Regions from separate parts of the Sus scrofa genome. Here all the other regions are linked to region 3. Evidence: chromatin contacts called from public Hi-C and HiChIP or PLAC-seq data. All regions are on one chromosome and are shown on one strand. Each heading gives the region's core, a stretch centred on a gene start, on an enhancer-like site or on the middle of the called end of the contact. The rest is flanking DNA. Distances are from core to core; before and after follow the strand shown.

Region 1 (4,248 bases), core at 945-3,444, 370 kb after region 3:
AAGCCTCTTTCTCCATCTGTTTCTAGAAAAACAACCGGCAAAAAAAATGGGATCTGGTTAGAAGATCTGTTCCCATGGCCCAGAGTATTGCTTCAGGTTGAGCTGAAAAACATAGAGACTGGAAATACAGTGGATGCAGTGGTTTCATGAGAGCAACCAATTAGCATTCCATTGTCTCTGGTATCTACTTATTTTATTATGAGTAGTTACCAATAAAAATGTGTAAAAGCATTATCTTGTTATAATTAACAACTGTACATTGGGTTAATAGGTGTGATGAGGGTGGAGTGAACCACCTTGGGGGAGAAATTGAGTCACAAAAGATTCCCTGATTCTCTGCTTGGAAAAAATAATCCCAGTTGTTTATCTATGTCCTGTTGTTAAACTCCTGTCTAATTACATATGAATCAGTAAGTGTTTCTATGGTAATATAAAACACAAAAAGCAGCAAACATGCCTTTATAAAGGTGTTATTATAATTGGGAAAAATCATTTACACACATGGGTGTGAAGTTATATACTGGCCTAGAAATACATGTGAAATTTGTCCTTAATTGTAAGATCTTTCTCATGTTAACAACAAAAGAATTAGATGGTGTCCATTGTTTTTTTCTTTTTTTCCTTAAATCTTGGGTTTTAACCGAGATAGCCAATTGTTTTCACCTGTGGTCAGTTAGTAGGTGGCACATAGGGTGCAGTACTGGGAGCTGCGCTGAAACTCAGAACACGCTTCCATCTATTGGTGATGTCACCAGAGAGAAGAGGGGCCTTATGTGGCTGCTTGCCATTTAAGTGGCCCCTGTAATTGGATAATATCTATATTATTCTTTATATCTAAACTCTGTCATTAAAATTTGCATGCAAATAAAGTTGGAGCAAAAGCATGATATATACATTCATGCAAATATGTATATATAGTTTTTAGAAATTTCAACATGTTTTAGGTCATTTGTCACCTATGAAGAACATGTATGCATATTATAAACCATAGAAAAATCTTTTTGGATGCTGCAAACAAAAGAAAGAAAGCAAGCAAGAAAGGAAAGAGGGAAGGAATGAAGAAAAGAAAAAAAAAGGAAAAGGAAAGAAAGGAAGAAAAAGAAAAATTAATAATTTTTATTATCAGTGGCCACCCTTATAATCACCATTCAGATTAAAAATGCTACCTGCAGACCTCAAGCCACCTTTGTGCCCCTCTCAGCCTCTGCCCACCAGTGCCAAGTGTAACAACTGTCTTGATTTTATAAGTCACAGAATACTATTTTCCAGGTTTGATTTTTATAAAAAAGGAGTAATAATACAGTTTGTACTATTTTGTGGCTGTTCCCTCCCCCCCAAAAAAATTGATGTTTGAGAGTTTACCCCATGTTGATGTGGTTGTATGTACTTCATTCAGTCTCACTAACATCTGGTTAATTAAGCAAAGTGTTGTTTGAAATATAAATAAGGAGAAAAATGATTTATGTAGATTGTTTAGATCACAGTTTGGTATGTAGGACTACATGAGCCCTTAAAACTGTTGTCAATTTACAGTAATCATTGGAATACAATTTCACATATAAACTCTGTTGCTTAGATCCCCCCTCCATGGATGTTTCTTCTGGGAAGCCTTCCTAGACCTTGCCATCAAAATTGAAAGGCGCCTCTCTGCGTTCTTGGGAGACCTGGTCCATTTCTCTGTCAGCTCTTGAGGTTTTGTAGCAATTGTCCATTGTCAGTCCTACCTGGGGCTGTGAGTGGGTCGCAGGGCCTGTCCCTCTTTGTTCCTGTGTGCCCAGCACAGAGCCTTTTCCATCAGCAGTATTCCACATCTGTCTGTTGCATGAAGAGAAATCAAGGAGTTGTTCTACATCACCAAGAAAACATTCCAATCTGTTTTTATGTTTAATTTTCTTGTAAGAGATGGCAGCCTGCTAGGGACTGTACTGAGCAAGTTACAGAAACAGAATTGACTCTCTGTGGTGAGGAATTGTAAAGGATCAGGTCTGGGAGGATTTTTTTTCCTGTGGGTTTCACCCTTAGTTTCCCACCTTCACTGATAATTCCAGTCTCAACACGTCTCCTCATTCCCTCATGAGGCTCCCATGCTAGAATCTACATTTCCCAGTTTTCCTCAACGTTGTCTCCTTGTCTCAGTGACTCACCACCTCAGGGCTATCAGCTAGTCATGACCGGAGGGTACAGGTGCTGAGGTGTGTTGCATCCCCTGGCCACCCAGCTGATCTGGATGGCCTTCCGACTCTGGTAATGCGGTGATCTCTTCAGCCAAGAGACCTGCTGGGGGTGAGGACCATGACCACTGCTTTGGGCCCACTCCAGCTTCATTGTCAGCATCAGGCCGATTCCGTAGCTGGGATGCTGAATATGAGAGCGTGGAGTGACTGAGAGCCCTAAGAAATGAAAGTGATGCCTGGCCTCCAATGTCAGGGTGAGTGTCCTGCTCAAATTGTGAACTTGCTGCCCCACTGTTAAGTTTCTTTTAGCTTTACCACACTTCTAGACTTAATTTTTTTTAATGCTAAGAAATTAAGGCTTAATCCTTAGTAACTGAGAAAAATCATTAGCTTTTAGTGTTGTACAAGAACATTCTCTAGCCACTTGGCCATTTAATCTGATTCTGTAGCTTAAAATGTACAGAGTTTTGTGTAGCTCTTTTAATAGTTGCAAAAATAAAGGTGTATTTTTCATTGCTTCACTTAACAATGTTTATTAAATCAGTTCTGCCCCAGGCACTTTGATGGCTGTTAGACACTGATGAAATATTAGCCTTCACGTTCATAAAATTTCCAGTCCGGTGACTTTCTAAAGGATTCCTGTGGGGTAGGGGATTTCTCCTTTTACATTTTACTATATCCTCAGGGTATTTTTTACTTTCATGGTAAAAATACATTTACAGTTTAAAAGTGGTTCCATTGCTTTCAGGAATTCAGCGGTGAACAGAATAATTTAAAAACCTCACTACTTGAATTTGGGGTAGAGTGATATGAAATAAACCTGGAATATTTGATTTTTGGAAACCAAAATATTTTCCCTGGGCCAGAGGGATAACTTCATTCTAAATAAATTGTTTATGTAATCACCTCCTAATAAGGCTATGTCAGCCAAGTTAAATATTTAAGTTTATTTTATTTAAATAAACTTTAAAATCAACAGATTTCTTTTCTTATTTAGTTGAATTTAGCCTTCAATTTTTCAAACAGAAAGTACATAAAGTAGAAAATGTTCATGTACTTAGAGGAAGACAGCATGAGAAGAGAACATCAGAAAAAGAGCTGGGAAGAAATAAAGTTTAAACAGAAATAACTCAAGTTAGCATTTGACATGATTTACCTTTTTGCCAAAATGTCTGTCTTCACAGATAATCTCGAGGAGACTTTCGTTTTTATAGGTCCTAATTAAATTATGAAAATATGCTTGAGGGCTCTGTTTCACTAATAAGGGAAAGAAACTTTTCCTGTCTACAAATGACTTCCACTAGCTTGTTTGCCAGCTCTTTAAATAAACTCATTTCACTATGACCATGGTTGAGCACAGTTGGATTCCTTTATAATGTCATGCATAAATCGTGGCTGTCACTGCATGAATCTAAGGTCATTTAGTCAAGTAGGGATCTAATAGGAGCTTTGGAAAGAACTGTTAAAGACCAGATTCCAGGTAGAAAATCCCCATGTCCCACTGTAGTTCAGCGCAAAGGATTTGCTCTTAAGGATTACAACCATCGCACAAGGGTTCCACACGACAGTGGAAAGCCTGTTTGCTGACAAAATATAAAATTTTTGTGACTTGGCACAAGGAACTATATTATAACATGATTCCTATCAGACATCTGGACTAGGGTTCTTTTGGGGCAATTATAACATCTCTGACTGTATTACTAGTTTCGAATTCAATGTAACATCAGAACCTACCCCATTTGGGTAACTCTTTAGTACGTTTTGTGGGCAATTCCATAAGTAACTTTCATAAACTTTAGCCAGTAGTTGGAAAGACTATAAGATTTTGTTTGCAAAGTTTATAAAATTTATAAGATTGTAATTATAAATTAATTTCTCACTTGAATCTTCTACTTCTCCCAGCGTTATACCTTTGGTCGCCCCTTCTTAAATAACTAGTTTTTTTTTAAAAAAATTTCACTTCCGGTTTTGTTCTTGGTGATTTGACTTTCTTGGTAATTTCATGTATAAAGCACAGAGGTTTGCTCTTTTAAATTTCACACATGCATCATTTCCTAATCATCAAAAATTGCTT
Region 2 (4,344 bases), core at 1,315-3,814, 450 kb after region 3:
TCATTAAAATAAATCTCAGTAGTATGTTCTAGGGATCTTAGTACTTTTTAGTTTGAACTATATGAAACTATCAAGTCAATCTTTGTTGACATATAAAAAGAGCAATTTCATATTGTTTAACCAAAACATAACATGGAAAGATGTTTCCATGTTTCCATATAATGACCTTTCTATCTTGTGTATAATCATTATTTGTCTCCAGTTTATTTTTTTTCTGGCGGTAAAACCAAGACAAGAAATTCTCCCTCCTTGCCCTACCCACCCCAAGGTCTGTGACAACTCATGGTCTGTGTTTTGGTGCCATCTAGTGGCGTAAAGTGTGGTTAGCATGAAAAAGAATCCTCAAAACTCTGCTTTTTAAGTGGGAATTTTTAACTTGAATGTTATTGCCACATCTTTTTATTAAAGCAATCTCTTTAAATATTTTCAAATAGTTACTGTTATATAAGTGTATATTTCTTTTTGGCTTGTATGTTCAAATGTTTAACTTTTTAATGAAGTCCACATTTCCCTGCCATTTTCAGTGAATCTTATTGGTTAATAAATGTTTAGAAATACCTAAGAAAGTCTGAGATTAGTGTGTGCAAATAGCATTTAATCCCTTTCATGCTCAAGTACATTTCTGTACAAAAATTTTCCATGACATTGTAATAATTTCTTTCCTAAAGTGTATTATTTTTCATCATTCCCAATGTATTTTAACCTTGACTGATTATACTTTTGCTTGGAGGGGCAGAAGAGAAAGAAATGACCTTCATTTTCTAACCATTGAACTGTGTGGGAGAAAACCTCAGGGAACTTTTTGATTAGCAAGCATTAAAGAGTGGAGAAAATTGTAGGAGCAATAGAGCCCAGACTCTAGCTCTTAAAGGATTGAATTCAAGGGAAGTGAGAGTGGCCCTGTAACAAAAACAAAGCATAATTGAACTTTAACTCAGGGCCTTATGTAAAACTGCCTCTAGTTCTCCACCACCTGCAGTAGCAGATGCCTCACCCTATGTCCAGCAGTGCAGGTGAGAGCAGGAAAGGCTAACATAGTGTCTTCATGATATGGACACCCAGGATCATCCCACTAGGCCTAGGACAACACCCTCCTTACAACATTTGTTTGGGACTTTTATTTACACTTCTGTTTGTACCATCTGTGTCATGGTGCAGAAGATCAAGTTAATACTTAATAAAGCCTTTATCAAATATTATTTGTCCCCACAAAAACAATAATGTAATACTTGCACATATAGGGGATGATGTATCTACAAGGGTACTTACTGCAGCAGTGTGTATAAAAATAAAATTTAGGAGACAATCTAAAAGCCCGTGAGTCGAGGGGATAAGCAGCTGAATGGAGGAGAGGCTCAAACAGAGAAACCTATTTTCACGTTTCATTGTGAAATATTTCATCCATATAAGAGAAGATCTCTAGAGACTTTCTAAAAGATAAAGAACAATACTAAAATCAACAGTTTAAGAAATAGAACAGTGCCAATATTTTAATGCCTCCAAGGGTCCCCCAGTTTTATCTGTTGGCCTCTTCTCAGAAATAACAATAATTTTGATTATTTTCTTTGTTATTGAGAGAGACAATTTACTTTTAAATGTGTACCATGTAAAGATATAGATTATGCAAATAAGTACAAAATAAAAATGTAATTTAAAAACCAAAATGAAATCCTCTAATTTAATATCTTTATTATATCTGAGGCAAAAACCTTTATACAGAAAAACAAGTGGAGTGTATCTTTCATGAAGTAATGCTTTCTTTCAAATGAGCACAGATCATGAGTTACCTACGGTCCTATTGCTGTTTGCCCAACTGTCAGATGCACTTACCTTAATTTATTAAAACAAAATTCTCAGAATTCTGAGGTTAAATTTTAGCCTAGAATAAGGATTGATGGGGGGCAATAACCTTAAAATGTTTTGTTAGTGTACTTAATATTCAATTCTTAAAGTCTAAATTCAGCCTGCATGATTTAATGACAGTGGGTCATTTGTCAGATTTCTTTCTGGATCATTCAAGATTTCATGCCTGATAAAAGACAGCATGGTTTGATGTCAGCAGTTGGCCAGTCGAATCCTCCGTCATAGGCAGGGTGACCTTTTGGCACTGTGAGCTGTTTATATGTGATAATGGACCAGATTTTTCCAGGGAGTGAGTTAATCATGGTTGGCACCTTACAAAACACCATTAACTCCTTCAGGGATAGTGCTGTAGGTCACTGTCCTGGGCATAAACAGGACCCCAGTGACCTACAAGAAGGAATGCCAGTTTAAAAAATGTCTGAGACGTTTTTGTCTTAGAACAAAATTTAGGCTGATTTTAGTCTCGGTCAGCATCCAGTGAAAAAAAATTCTGGGAACAGACCTGGAGCCCTGGTAACATTATAAATTTGCCCCCCATCTCTTGCATATTGTCATTAGGAGACATTAAGTAGATTCCCGGCATACATGCCCAATCATTAGTCAAATGGAATGTTGCCTTGTTGGGCTAATAGTCCCTGAGCGCCTTGTGTTTGCCAGACACTGTTCTGGACACCTTACCTGTCATCTCATCGCATTTTCACAACAGCCCTTGAGGTAGACGGCACTCTCCTGCTTGCCAGATGAGTAACTAAGCTTCAGATAAACGATGGAACTTGTCTGAGTTCACATGTTGACTGTAACAGAGCCAGGCCATCTGGGCTGTGATGTGGTATCTACAAAGGCATCTGAAATCTAAGTTTGAGAGAAACTTAACATTCCCATTGTCACCCAGAGGGCCTTTGACCTTAGCAACTCTAGGCTACACCCTGAGGGGAAACTTGCCCATTCTAGGAGAAAGTGGGAGGAGATGGTGCTCCCTAACTTCTGATTGTTTTGCCACTGTCCAGCTTCACTAGAATTAGAAAAAAAGGAAGAGCTATCAGAAATAGTGGGGCCTACTGGTCCTGCCTTGTGTGTGTGGATTATGTTGTGTCTCAGTAATCATTTATTCAACAAAATTTTGTGTCTTTCATGGGCCAGGCACTGTGCACATTCAGGGCAGTCTCATTTTATTCGAGACCTTATAATTCATGAATCAGATAACCTTCACGAGGAAAGGAATCTCTGTGTATTAGCTAGAGTAGCCCTGTGGCAAAAGTGCAAAAACAATTTAAAATGTACATAGTTTGGAGTTCCCGTCATGGCTCAGCAGAAATGAATCTGACTAGCATACATGAGGAAGCAGGTTTGATCCCTGGCCTCGCTCAGTGAGTTAAGAATCTGGTGTTGCCATGAGCTGTGGTGTAGGTTGCAGATGCAGCTGGGATCTGGCATGGCTGTGGCTATGGCATAGGCCAGGGGGTACAGCTGCAATTTGACCCCTAGTCTGAGACCCTCCATATGCAGCAGTTGCAGCCCTAAAAAGACAAAAAAAAAAAAAAAAAAAAAAGGGTGTGGTTTGTGGATTTTAAGATTATGGCATTCTTGGTTTGAAGAGAACTTGGTAAGAGAACTGTTTTACATTTTGCCCTTAAAGTGAGACTTTATGAATATTTCATATTACATGATTTGAAATTTGCATAAAATGCAATAGCACTCTGTATATTGCCTGGGACATTGTTTTTTTGGTGGCTGAGGAATCCAGAAATACTGTGGCAGTTGCTGCTCCTGTCACCATATTCATAGACCATGAGGAGAAATAATCCAGAAAATCTTTTTAAGTTTGCCCTCTGTGGATTTCATATGGATACATGTAAATGTCACCAGATGCTGGGAGGTTCTTCAGTAGTATATGAAACTAAGTTGGAAGTGGTGTCAGGTTTTCACTGAACAAACCAATTTTTAAAGTCACCAAACCATTTCAAATTTCATTAAAGAGGCCCTCATTTCAAGAAGTTTAAAGACTCCTTTTTTGTTGTAGGTCTTGGCCAGCCTGCGAACTGTCCGAAACAACTTTGCTGCGTTGACTAATTTGCAAGACCGAGCACCTAGCAAGTAAGTTATTTTCTCCCACTCCTTCTGGCTGGACCTTCATACAGTGTTTTCTCAATTTAATTGAACTCAAGGTGATATATTAGATTTCTCTGAATAGTTGCCATGTTGTCTAACCATTTACTCTAAGTCATACGATGTCCTGTTAATTTTCTATAAATACTGTGTGATGATGGTTCTCATATCAGAGATGAAGCAGGATGACAAATAAATATGATGATTCCATCTGTCAGAAATCACCTGGCATGATCAGTCCTCTGCCCAGTTATTTACACTCAGGGTAACTACAGTTTTGGCTGACTTTATAAATTAACCATAGGCAGAGAGTGTCGTCAGCCCTTAAAGTTAACCCCACTTTATCCTCTTAATTCTAAGGCAAGGAGAAGCATC
Region 3 (4,011 bases), core at 1,113-3,612:
GTGTAAATAGGTTAGCTTTCATCAAGAATAAAATGTTGTTATTGACATCAGAACTTTCATTGACTCTACAAATTCCTTGTCAACATTATGACTGTTCCTAAGATGCATCCAAATGAAAGAAATGCTTTCAAAACTAGGCAAACCTTGGTTACTTTGGTTTCAATTTTCAAACAAAGTATAAATCTTTATTTTTTATATACTGTTTATATTTTGTATGTTTTTTCCTGCCCTTAAATATTGATTTCTCAGAACTGGGTACTGAACCCAATGTATCAAACTCCAAAATAGAAAACAGATAAAACTGAACCATTATGGTTGAGTTAGGACAGGGATGAGTCTCAAGGTTCACTATTCACAGGTCTTCTTCCACCTTATCCCTCTCTGCTACATTTTCACTCAAACTTTTTATCAAAAGATCTTTGTTTTTAATTCCCAGGTCTGTGGCATCCATTTGATAAGTTTCTCCTTGAGTCTGAGCTCCATCAAACCATATAACCAATGCCCTAGACTCATTTTCCTCATCCCTCTCTCTTTTCACATTTAGTCAATCATTGCTATTTCCTTATCGCAAGAATAGGCAGGTATCTCTCTTTTCTCCCCTATTCTTGTGTCTTAATTCAGGCCATCAGTTTTTTGTTTTTTTTGTTTGTTTGTTTGCTTTTTGCACTATTTTCCTATGGACCTCTCTGATTTTATGCTTCTGATTCATTTGTTAATATTTTCTAAACTTTTTGACCTTATATATCATAAGCAAAGGAAAAAAAAAGATTGACTATGAACTCCTAATATGTTTATTTAGGTAGCCGTGAATTTATATGTTTTATATATATACACACACACACTGATATGTAAAGTTAAAACCACACATACCGAATTATTTAAGATTTAAACATGCGCATGGACACACACACACTTTTATATTTCTTCTTATACCCTATGTATGGATGGCTTGACGGTGCTCTAGCATGTGCATACCCCACTTTGGAGACTCTGGCTCTATGTCTGATAGAGAATCTTTCTGAAACCAAACCTCATACTTAAAGTCCTTCAATAGACCTCACTGATTGGTAGATAAAAATCTAAATTCTTAACTCAGAAGACAAGGCTGTTCGTGAACCAACTGTTGACTGCTTCTCAAATCTAAACTAAAATAATACCTCTGTGGAGTTCCTGTTGTGGCTCAGCAGAAACAAATCTGACTGGCATCCATGAGGATGTGGGTTTGATCCCTGGCCTAGCTCAGCGGGTTAAGGATCTGGCATTGCTGTGAGCTGTGGCATAGGTCACAGAAGTGGCTCAGATCCTGCATTGCTGTGGCTGTGGTGTACCTCCATATATTGCAGGTGTGGCCCTAAAAAAGACAAAATAAATAAATAAATAATAAAATAATAATAAAATAATACCTCTAAAATCTCTTATTAAACAATTTATACTTGATAAAATATTAAATAATTTGAACTTGTCCAAATAAATGTGTTAATACATTGCTTCTTTGAACAGGCACAGACTTAGCTGGGTTGTTTCGACTAGGACATTACAGCAAGACTATGTGGCATGAAATATCTACATGATTCTCACCACAAAAATGTCAATAAACAAAGATTATTAAATTTTTGGAGGGTATTGAAGAATAAAATGCATATGTGGGGTCCTGTAGCCTTTATACATGTCAGTCCTTGGGAAATTAGGGAGTGAGAGAAACAGAATAAAATGTATTAGCATCAGAATTTTCATCAGCTCTACAAATTTCTTGTCAACATAATGAGTTTCTAAAGTACATTGGAATGAAAGAAATGCCCCCCCCCCTTTTTAAGAAAATGCTTATAAAAACAGCTGAACATTTGTTACTTTGGCTCCAATTTTAAAACAAAATTCTACATCTTTTTGTTTGTTTGTTTTGAAATATAGTTGATTTACAGTGTTTCAGATATACAGCCAGGAGATTTAGCTACATGTATTTATGTATCTTTTTCAGATCCTCTTCCACTATAGGTTATTATAAGATATTGAATGTAGTTCTCTGTGCTATAGAGCAGGTTCTTGATGGTTATCTGTTTTATCTATAGTACTGTGTATCTGTTAATCCCAAATTCCTAAATTTTCCCTCCCCTCCTTACCCTTTGGTAACCATAGTTTGTTTTCTATGTCTTCGAATCAATTTCTATTTTGTAAATAAGTTCATGTATATCATTTTTTAGATTCCTCATTTAAGTGATATATGATATTTGTTTTTGTCTATCTGACGTACTTCCTTTGGTGAAAATAGGAGATATTTCCTATGTATGTATTGAGATGAGATAAGCTTAAGAAAAAGAGCAGAGCTGAATGTTATGTTATCCTGCTAACCTTTGTCAGGCCTTTCTGCCTTGGTGTGGTTCAAATTTCTGCTGTATATTTTGATACTTTCCATCTCCATAGCAGTTGCCCAGGAATATGTTGCCAGAAATGACACTGAAAATGCAATTAATTTATAAATAGATCCTCCTGTGTCATAGAAGCCATTATTTAGGAAATTATATGAGGTATTGTGGGAGATTGAACATATGATAGAATAGGTCATTTGCTCAGAAAAATATAAATAGATAGAAATATCAAAATATAACCAAGGAAACATCAGGCAGATGAAATTAAATGATTGTTCAATATTTCTTTCATATGGCAAAGAGATTTAAAATTGAATTTCTAAATAAGCAAATGGGTAATTTCTAAATCTCATACTCCATGTAATTGTTTAAAAAATATATAACTTTTTTTTCTAGAAGTGTTAGAGAAACAAAAAGCAAAGTTTTATAGGAATCATTGACTCATTTATTAAAGAAATAAATATTTTAAGCCTAGAGCATATTAGACCAGGGTTAACATTTTCCCACTTTATATTTAATCTTTGGTGAAGAATCCTAGATGTCTGTTTGTACATACATTACCTTATTCATAAAAGAAGGGGTAGAATGAGAAATGTCTGCAGTATGTAAATTGTTTTGAAAGGGAGACAATTGAATAATAAAGAGCAGAAGTAAAAGTTATCTTTCTGGAAGCTAGGGATTTCTCTCACTCTTCTCTGCCTGCTTTCCACTGTTTGACCTATGAAATATTATAAAATTAAAATATAAAACAATGAGTGTCTAATTGTTCAAGTTCCTTTCATTGAGGGTGACTTGCCTGGGTTCTTAGATGCAATTGAGAGGGTACATGTGGTTTCCTTAAATAGTGCCTTTCTTTCTTTTGAGTTTATAAAAGTGTTTTAGGAATAGCAAACTAACAGTGCAACAGTAGTGTTTAGTTCTCCTAATTTGTCATTTTTACCCTTTTTCAGAGTAAACTCTATGAGTAATGTGATCATATGCATGGGAAACTGAAATTAAAGTGTTCAAACTGTTGTGACAAACAACAGATATTCAGGGTCAGTGCAAGTAAAGCTACAGATAATCACTCCATCTGCTCCATTGTTGGCAAGAATGAGGCCCAGATGTTGCAGTGTACCTTTTCTTTCTCCTAGACCTTGGTCATTGACAAATTAGATTTACAAAGAGAAATCTAGATTGCTCAGGCTTTCCCCTGAGATCATGTAAAAGAGTTCCTCTCCATCTAAAGTATTTTCTTATTTTCCTGCTGATCCCATAGTTTGGGCTAGTAGATCCATTAGAAGAAAGTGGAGGGAGGCCTCAATGAAACCTTCCACAGGGCACAGGTGGTTGGACCTATGATCACTGAACTGATGCTGCTGCTAGTCTCCAGGCCACCAAGCCAGCCCCAATGGACTTTCCACCTAATACTTAAAAAAAAATAGATTTAGTGGGGAGAAACAGGCCCCTTATGCTATTTTCTTTGTCTTTCTTAACAGATAAATAATTGCACTGCAGTCAGCTTTTCTGTAGTGACAAGCAGCCCCAATCTCAGTGTCTTAAAATTCCAAACTTGCATTTCTTGCTTAAATTACACATAGGTGCTGCTCATCTGCAGCTCTGCTCTGCATGCCTTCTTGTTCTAGAATTTGGGCTGAAAGGAACAATC
Region 4 (4,406 bases), core at 1,254-3,753, 430 kb after region 3:
ATCTACCAGGGCCAGTTTGGTTTTGTTCGGCTGGTTATTTTTTGTTCCTTTATTATTTATTTAGGCTGAATTTATTCTGTCTACCAGGCCAGTTTGGTTTGTTTGGCTGGTTATTTTTTGTTCCTTTTTTTGGTTTTTGTTTCTCTGCCAGAAAAATCAGAAAACAAGAATTACGGTTTATGCATTATCCAAAGGTTCCAGTGGTGATTTTTTTAAAGTGCAATAAAGTAAAACTTTCATCCAATCTCTTATTTTTCAATTATGAGTTTTTGCTGTTGTTGTTGTTTTTGTTTGTTTTGTTTTTTTGTTTTTGTTTTTTTTTTTCAGAAGCTAAAAAAGAAGGCACTAAGAATTCTTTTACGTAAAATCATGGAGTTAATTCCATGTGTTGACCTGACAGCACACTCTTGTTTTATGCCATTTCTTTTCTTTTCTTTTCTTTTTTTGTCTTTATTTTTTTTAGAGCCACACCCGCAGCATGTGGAAGTTCCCATGCTAGAGGTCTAATCAGCTGTAGGCGCTAGCCTACACCACAGCCACAGCAACGCCAGATCTGAGCCATGTCTGGGACCTACACCACGCTCACGGCAACGCCAGATCCTTAATCCACTGAGTGAGGCCAGGGATCGAACCCACAACCTCATGGTTCCTAGTCAGATTCGTTTCCACTGTGCCACGACAGGAACTCCTGTTTTATGCTGTTTCATGTGCATTATTTATCTTAAATACATTGTTTCCATTCATTTACCCCACCTGCTATAGAGATTAGGTAAAATTTCCTACCTGTTTCACTATTTTTTGGTGTTTTGTTTGTTTGTCTGCTCTGCATTGGTTTAAAGGTGGCCCATCTTGTACTTTTTATCCAGGAAAGCAACCTGATGTTTCCCAGACAGACAACTTGTATATAACCCAGCTCTCCAAACACAGGAGCACTTTGAATATGGTAAAAGTATACCTCAAAGGTTTATGAACAGACCTCACAGTCATCAGTTCAAGTTCAAGATATTCACAAAGACTACCATGTTTTATCCTCTCTGGCTCTCAGCTTTGATAGACTCTTTGGGGAGTGATGCAGATAGATAGGGGTACATTCTTAAAATCGCCTGACATCTGTATAATCTTTGTACTTAACATAGGATTCTCCCATGAAGTTTAGAACTTGATCCTCAAAACAGTCATGTAAGGAAACAAGGGAAAATATCATTAGCTCAGACTTACATATCACAAAATTCTGCTCAGAAATGCCATGTCTTGCACGCACTCACCCACACACATGCATGTGTGCGTGCACATACACGTCATGAGTTAGAATCCAGGTATCTTGACCCTGAACATAATGATTTTGACCAACAGCTGCTGCCAGACAATGCCTTTGGCATTTGCTGGCAGGTATAATACCCTCTGGATGAGAATATAATAATAGCAGTTATACTAAAATCTTTATTCCCCTTTCAGGAGTGGAGAATCCTGATGGGCTTCTAAGCAAATCTTTCCTCTTATGAGGAAGAGCAAAAATTGTCTTTGCCAAACAATCAAGAATTGTTGTTCCATTAATATAGCAATGCTCTTTTGCTCTCAAGCTTAGAGTAGTTTTTTGTTTGTTTGTTTGTTTTTCCAGTTATTCAAAACATTGTCTTCTCTTATTACTGAAGTTTTGAAAGATTGCTCAAGAGGTGCACTGGTCAAGATGATAGCCACTAATCACTGATGACTCTCGATTTAAATCAATTAACATTAAATAAAGGTAGTATCCAGTTCCTCAGCTGCACTAGCCATATTTCCAGTGCTAAGTAGCCACTGTGGCTAGTGCAAACTGAACTGGACGGCACAGAGAGTGATATTTCCATCACTGCAGAAACTTCTGTTGGACTGTACTGAGTCTAGAATATGTACTTCTGTGGAGCTTCAGAATAGTCTGAATCCACTTGTGTGTAGAAAGCAACAACATGGTGCAGTGGAAGTGTGACAGTATGTAAAGTCTGGGTTTAAATCCAGCTCTGCTGCTCTTTTCCAATGCCCTGGGATTTTATTATTCAATAAGACTTCAAAAACCATCTCAGCGACTGAGCCAGCATTACTAACTCCCTACTTTTCCAGATAAAGGACTTTAGTTAATAGAGAAATTCCCCCCATTGATATACACACTCATTTTCTTTTTCAAAGGCATTTCGTTTCCATTTTTTAAAAAGGTGTATTCTCAGAATAAAGGAGAGTTTTTCAAAGGAATGTGGTTAACTTTTTTTTTTAAATAAGACTTAAAAAAAATTCACTCTAAAGTTTGTGTTTATTCTCACCCTCACAAAGAGCAATGAGCATTCTGTTGGGTGAGCACCAGGTCTCAGCGTGGCATTTGGAAACCACTGAACTCTGCCACTTGCCAAGGGCATGACTGCCAATGAGTTACTTAAGTTCTCAGAACCGAGTTCCTTATCTTGAGAGGGAACATGAGCATCCATTTACCGCAGAGGCATCAGAATTAAATACCACGTGTCAGTCGGGCAGGGTCTCGTACGTAGTAGGCATGCAGAAAATGTACTGCGCTCATTCCTCTCCGTTTGATCACACCCTTCCTTTTAATCTACTGAATCATTTGATACCATGCAAATCTTGAAAAATTGTTGGACTAGCTACCCATAAATTTTTTCCCTGGGAGCCCATCCTGGAGAAAAACCAAGAGTGCAGGGCCACTGACGTTAGGAACGGGCCAAAGAAGATAAACTGGGAAAGAAGAACCTGTTCCTAGAACACAGAGTGAGGGCACTTGTGAAAGCTTGCTGTGTGTGCAGCCCTCTCCCCATCCTCCTCCCTCCTGGAAGTCAGCCATCAAAGTTTTGTGATGACAATTTGTGACATCAGCACTCTTGATGGGATCCCTTTATTGTATTGGCTTTTATAAAACAAAATAAATATGCTGAGTGAGTGCGTCCCTACATGTGCAAAACACTTTTATCATTTTAGAAAAGGAAAATCTGTTGCTATATAATTCTGAAAAGAGATTGTCTTTCATGCCATCATTTAACAAATTTGAGGTCATTTATTGACTTCATGAACATTCTCTAGTGAAACCTAAATTTTTGTTTTATGACAAAGCGGAGATTACACTTCAGACTAGAGAATTTTTGCTTATGTTTCATTAGCTCCAATTTCACTTACCTCATCTTCAGTGCGTGTAAGATGAGCATACAAGGGCCCCAAATAGAGGGGTTTTGATTTAGGAATGTTTGGGGGCAAATATCAGGCCTTCATTTTTAAAGCATGAATAAGGAGTGAGCAAATGATTTAAGTGTCAGAAGACCAAATAACTTCTTAGGTCATGTTCTATGATATATTTTCATTTTTTAACTTTTTAGGACTTTACTTTGGATAGCACTTCTAGTTTCACAGCCAAATTAAGAGGAAGGTACATAGATGTCCCATATACTTTCTGCCCCCATACCAGGGTGCAACATCTATTACAATTGATGAACCTGCATTGACGTATTATGTTTTCTTAATCTTATGAAATACACCTTAAAATGTAATGTATGCAAGGCAGATGTTCTTTGAAGGGTTTTTCCATTGAGTATTATAGGCTAAATAATACAGTAAATTCTCTTTATGCTGATAAAGATGGTGGTGGGGTTCCCCCCACAATAACTTTTCCCCTCCTCATTTGAAATACAGAGGCAGAAAGTCAAAATGCTTCCCCTAGAATTACACTCACATGCACACAGCAAGCATAAATACATTTACACATAGATATTTACATACATGTGCATATGCACAGAGGCATTTATTAAATATGACATGCTTGCAATCTTACTACAGTCTGAGTATGGACATATGATATTGAATTATCAGCCAAAACTATCACCTGGGTAGCAAACAAAAACTTATTTTATTTCACTTAATTTATTATTTTAGGAAAGAAGGACATGAAAATCAGTAGGGGGGTAGGGATTTTTTTGTTTTTCTAAGTCATTTGGGTAATTTTTTTGGTTTTTATTTCTTTTGCATTTATATGAGACTCTTCCATTTATTGTTTTTTTGGTACCTATCACCTTCATGAAATGGAAAATGTACTAGAGATTGAGCAGTGTTTTGGATGTGCTTTTGGCATTGATAAACACTGTTATAGATGCAGAACTGCCATGTTTAAGCACAGACCCACCAGAGTCATGTTGCCTAAATTTGAATCCCGGCCTCATCATACCATGGGCATATGACTTTTTGGGGGTACTTCTTAGGTCTTTCATTCCTCATCTAAAAAAAAATTTTTTTATAGGAGATAACCAATGTAGTGTGTTTTCCACAGTGCATGAATCGTAGTAATTGGTTGGTAAATATTAGTTATCATTATGGTTTTATAATCATCATAATCACTTGAAATTATTACCATTATTATCAGTTTGCTGGATATGTATACT
Region 5 (4,139 bases), core at 1,302-3,801, 280 kb after region 3:
ATTATTCTTAAGTGTAAAGAAGAAATGAGAAGGAGGGTGGTAAGTAATTTAAGGAGAAATAACTTTAACATTGACAGAGACTTCTATGTCTTCATCCAATTTCACATTAGGAAAAAGGACCAAAGTTTCCATTTTTGTGGTCATCATTTCACATTTATAGTTCCATTGTCTTTGTCTTGCTTAACTATTCTAGATGTCTGCTTTCAAGAAGCAGAGGGGGGCAAAAAAGAAATGTTTTGGCAATACTGAAAAATAAATGCAAACATTCCTGGCAGAGTTGACATAGAGCTGAACAACCCTAAAGACAACTTTGCATCTCCTTCAAAGAACATTTCTTTTAGATCTGTAATATTTTCATTCTGCATTATTATTATGCCCTTACATTTTATCAGACAGGTGTCAACAGAACCTTCTTTTCAGAATGTAAATTGGTATGGATAAAGACAAGTGTTCATCAAAGTGCCTGTTGCTGGTTTTAGCCTACCTGGGAAGATGGGGTCCGTCTTGCCATGACAAGTGCAATTGGGATAACAACACAAGCAGTATTTTCTGCTTCCAGTGTTGTGTATTTGGACTGCAGCTTTCATTTTTAAAAACTAATGATGCTATTTGACCTACAAACTTTGAAATGCCACCAGATGAAATGAGAGCTTTGTATTGCACGGAAGGTGACAGTAGTGAATCTTAGCCAGTGCTTAGCCTTCTGTTCTCTTGTCTGTCTCTGTGTCCACCCGACTCCCCCGCTTAACACTAATCTGCTCCCCCTTCCAGTTTTTAGGAACATACCCCCTTCTCACCCAGACTCCCAGTTTTCTTGCATTGTCTAGCTGCAGCCTCATATGAAACCATTCTCCTAAACAAGTTATTCAGCTCTGTGTTGACTCTGCCAGGAATGTTTGGATTTCCCAAGAGTTGCCCTGCCTTGGAAATGGAATATAATCATGGAATGAAGTTCTGATAGTGGAGTTTCATAAACCAACACAGGCAGACTGGTGTAGGTATGGGTACCTTCTCTTTCAAAGAATACCAGGAGGGTGACCACTGGTCTTGGTCTTTGAAATGGGAATCCATATTCAAAAGCCAAAAGGTATCATTGGCAAAGCATTAAAATATTGCTAGATGATTCAGAGAGAATGTGTTTATTTTTGAATTCTTGGATCCTGCAAGGTTGCCACCATTCAGTCAGCTGTCACTCACTCTTTCAGCCCATCTGTCAGATAGCAAAGAGTTGAAACCTGTAAAAATGTTTTCAGTTACTCATTCTCAAAGCTGATACAGAGCATGTAGCATTCTCAAGAACCCCTGGTGTGCTGGATGCTGTTAGGAAAAGAAGGGCCAAGTATACTGACTTAAGGTTTGACAGAAACTACAGGAATAATTTGGCCCCCTTGGGTATATGAGACATGAATTGGGCTATTCGGGAGGGGGCGGTCTCAAAATTTAGCAGATGTGGTGAAGTTCACCAGGCTCAGCGGTAGGTCAGTTTTGTCCAGTTCAGAGGGGGTTAAGTCACTGTCAGGCACTCCAGGCCTCTCTAATCTTATCCTGGGGAAGTGGAGTTCTGCCTTGGTTTACAGTTGAGGTCACTGGCGGGACCGTATTTGGACAGAGACTGATGGAATTATGCCGCCTTGTTAACATTGAATAGCCCTTGGTGAAGAGGACCAGTGACGGCATTGTGGTCCTCTGACTCCCGGAGCACCGTATCTTGAAATGCATGCCTCATGGAGATGTGCTGGACCTGGAAAACAGACGAATCTCTGCGGCTTCCATCACTTATGTAATCTAAAAGAAGGTTGTTTCACGGGACTTATCAGAGAGTTAAGAAATGTTTATGGGGAGTAGAAAATGGGCAAGAAAATTGATCTCTGTTGTCCAAGTCACACACTATAACTCACCCTCCAAGGTGACGCGGTATCTCCTTGAGGGGAGAGCTGCCAAAACCATTGAAAGTGATCTGCCTGTTTTCCTCACACACTGACTTGCAGGGAGGCGCTAGTATTTCCAGACCATTAAATCCTTGTGCAAGGTTTGCTAATAATGATGTTCATCCCTGTGGCTAAGAGAAGATGATATAAGAAAAATAGTATTTGGCAGCTAGGTGTGTGAGATGTAGTAAATCTCTGTTGGATTTTCCCCATCATGGGCATATATTTACTTTTTTACTTTTTTTTTTTCTTCTTAAACAGAGGACCACTGTTTACTTTTTTTTTTAACTTGATGCTTGATATAAAGGTTCACCGACTTCAGGCATACCTTTCACAGTGTGTGTGTGTGTGTGTGTGTGTGTGTGTGTGTGTCTGTGTGTCTGTGTGTGTGTGTCTGTGTGTATTGCTTTCCAGGAGTGGCATGTGCTGTTTAATCAGGGCTGTATTTAAAAACACATTTGCCAGGGAGAGTTTCTCATGTTCTTGATGAGATAAGGTCAGAGTGAAGCAAGCTCTGTAGCAAAGGGCAAGTGTCAAGCAGCAAGAAGTCCCAGCCATCCTTCCAGCCCTGCCTCGGCCACCCGCCACCTCCCTGGCAGCACAGAGCAGCGTACGGAGGGAATGCCCTCTCTCAGCCACAAGTGCCTCCTGCTCCATGTGGAGCCTTCCAGCCCCAGGGCCCTGCACCCACTCTGACTTGCTGCTGTCTCCGGCCTCCCTAGCACCTTTCTTACAAATGGCTTTTGTTTGGGATCCTTGGGGAGCCACCGTGCCAGGACCCTCAGCAAGAGTCAAATCAAGATTGCGTTTCTCAAAGTCCTACAGGTATTGCTCTTTCCTATTTATGGCTAGGAAGACGTTTTGTCAGCAGCCTCTGTAGCTGGAGGCCCCCTGCAAATAAGCCTTTGCCAGCTGGGCTGAGGGATGTAACTTCTGTTTATTATCCTGTGTTAATTTTGAAGTCTGCGGAATAGGAGCTAAGATGCAAACTTTAACCTTAGTCGGTGGGATTTGGGAACCTGCAGAAGTAGGAGGAATTTGACCAACTCTAAGAGCTGATTTTGAGAGTTAAATGGTGAATTGGAAAAACATTCTGTGACTGGCATCTGGAAAACAAGTGTGATGGCACGCCTAATGGACTTAATGTAGCCAGAATTGGTCACACTAACTTTCCCTTAACACTTTAAATGTCAGGAAAGGGTTCTTGTTTGATTCAACATACGGAGAAGCAACAACAACATACTACTGTGTTGTTTATAAGTGTTTCAGGTCTCATTCACATGCAAAAGTGGAAACTCTCTTTGGTCTAGGTGGAAAGTCAGCCTTGTAAGCTTGCCCACCTAGTTTGATCTAGGCGGAAAGTCAGGAGATTTAGATACCATGAAGCAGAGTAAATATGTTATTAATCTATTATGTCATAGGAAAAATCTCGACCTCATGACCTCAATAAATTGTCAGTGACATCTTAGCATTACATACAAGTTAGCCTATTGTAATCAAATAATTATTTAAAAAAAGGAGACACTGAAAAATCTTTGATTTCCTTCTTTGCTTCCGTGTTCTAGATATTTACAAGGAAAGGTTGATTCTTCACACACTTTTAGTTTCTGATTGGTTAGTCTATAGCACTGCAAGCTATTGCATCAATAGCAAATGCCAGTCACATTGTCTGCAGAATCTCAGGAATAAGATCTTTCTTCTTTAGACCAAATGTAACTTATCCGGGAACTACCAGGCCTATATAGAAGTATGCATTAAATTTGTATGAAAATATGTCCTGATTTACTTGTATAGAAAACATATAAATGGATAAGCAATGAGATTCTGCTGTATAGCCCTGGGAACTGTATCTAGTCACTTATGATGGAGCATGATAATGTGAGAAAAAAGAATGTATATATGTTTCTATGACTGGGTCACCTTGCTGTATAGTAGAAAATTGGAAGAACACTGTAAACCAGTTATAATGGAAAAAATAAAAATCATTATAAAACAAAACCAAAAGAAAAAAAGAAAACATTCAAAGTTTGGATTAAAATAACTCACAAGAATTATTTATTTGTTTTTAGACAGTATGAAAGATAATGCCCTAGGAACTTTTTAGGGAGCTATAAAATAAATCAAATTACAGCCTTCCCTAGTAATGACACATAAGCAAACTTTGACAAGGGATAAATAAAAGTTGGCAGTTAAAGGTGTAAATAGTACTTC

The links. Hi-C and Micro-C count contacts between places; a contact is called where the count stands out from the background. HiChIP or PLAC-seq counts read pairs in DNA pulled down with a chosen protein or histone mark.
Region 1: an H3K27ac HiChIP or PLAC-seq map of skeletal muscle shows a contact between it and region 3. The contact joins two enhancer-like sites.
Region 2: a contact with region 3 is called in a Hi-C map of skeletal muscle, with 8 times the contacts expected there. The contact joins two enhancer-like sites. A contact is called at or near these places in 13 of 47 Hi-C or Micro-C datasets (embryonic fibroblasts, epiblast stem cells, fetal skeletal muscle and 8 more) and 1 of 2 datasets of contacts at active chromatin or transcription factors (skeletal muscle).
Region 4: an H3K27ac HiChIP or PLAC-seq map of skeletal muscle shows a contact between it and region 3, with 7 times the contacts expected there. The contact joins two enhancer-like sites. A contact is called at or near these places in 6 of 47 Hi-C or Micro-C datasets (fetal skeletal muscle, fibroblasts, mesenteric adipose tissue and 2 more) and 1 of 2 datasets of contacts at active chromatin or transcription factors (skeletal muscle).
Region 5: a contact with region 3 is called in an H3K27ac HiChIP or PLAC-seq map of skeletal muscle. The contact joins two enhancer-like sites. A contact is called at or near these places in 1 of 47 Hi-C or Micro-C datasets (skeletal muscle) and 1 of 2 datasets of contacts at active chromatin or transcription factors (skeletal muscle).

The regions. Positions count from the first base shown.
Region 1 is chr16:38,168,302-38,172,549 of Sscrofa11.1, reverse strand. The region is part of intron 5 of PDE4D (cAMP-specific 3',5'-cyclic phosphodiesterase 4D); the gene reads left to right. Among named protein-coding and RNA genes, the nearest start is that of MIR582, 410 kb to the left of the region's middle. Within about 2 kb of position 2,194, at least 5 of the 83 cell types and tissues checked have an H3K27ac peak or open chromatin away from gene starts, as enhancers often do. A contact at or near this core is called in skeletal muscle, where this site is marked.
Region 2 is chr16:38,094,046-38,098,389 of Sscrofa11.1, reverse strand. PDE4D (cAMP-specific 3',5'-cyclic phosphodiesterase 4D) reads left to right here. Exons shown (of 19, transcript XM_021076868.1): 8 at 3,884-3,957. Among named protein-coding and RNA genes, the nearest start is that of MIR582, 480 kb to the left of the region's middle. Within about 2 kb of position 2,564, at least 1 of the 83 cell types and tissues checked has an H3K27ac peak or open chromatin away from gene starts, as enhancers often do. A contact at or near this core is called in skeletal muscle, where this site is marked.
Region 3 is chr16:38,539,217-38,543,227 of Sscrofa11.1, reverse strand. The region is part of intron 5 of PDE4D (cAMP-specific 3',5'-cyclic phosphodiesterase 4D); the gene reads left to right. Among named protein-coding and RNA genes, the nearest start is that of MIR582, 39 kb to the left of the region's middle. Within about 2 kb of position 2,362, at least 2 of the 83 cell types and tissues checked have an H3K27ac peak or open chromatin away from gene starts, as enhancers often do. A contact at or near this core is called in skeletal muscle, where this site is marked.
Region 4 is chr16:38,110,513-38,114,918 of Sscrofa11.1, reverse strand. All of the region lies in intron 6 of PDE4D (cAMP-specific 3',5'-cyclic phosphodiesterase 4D), which reads left to right. Among named protein-coding and RNA genes, the nearest start is that of MIR582, 470 kb to the left of the region's middle. Within about 2 kb of position 2,503, at least 2 of the 83 cell types and tissues checked have an H3K27ac peak or open chromatin away from gene starts, as enhancers often do. A contact at or near this core is called in skeletal muscle, where this site is marked.
Region 5 is chr16:38,256,698-38,260,836 of Sscrofa11.1, reverse strand. The region is part of intron 5 of PDE4D (cAMP-specific 3',5'-cyclic phosphodiesterase 4D); the gene reads left to right. Among named protein-coding and RNA genes, the nearest start is that of MIR582, 320 kb to the left of the region's middle. Within about 2 kb of position 2,551, at least 10 of the 83 cell types and tissues checked have an H3K27ac peak or open chromatin away from gene starts, as enhancers often do. A contact at or near this core is called in skeletal muscle, where this site is marked.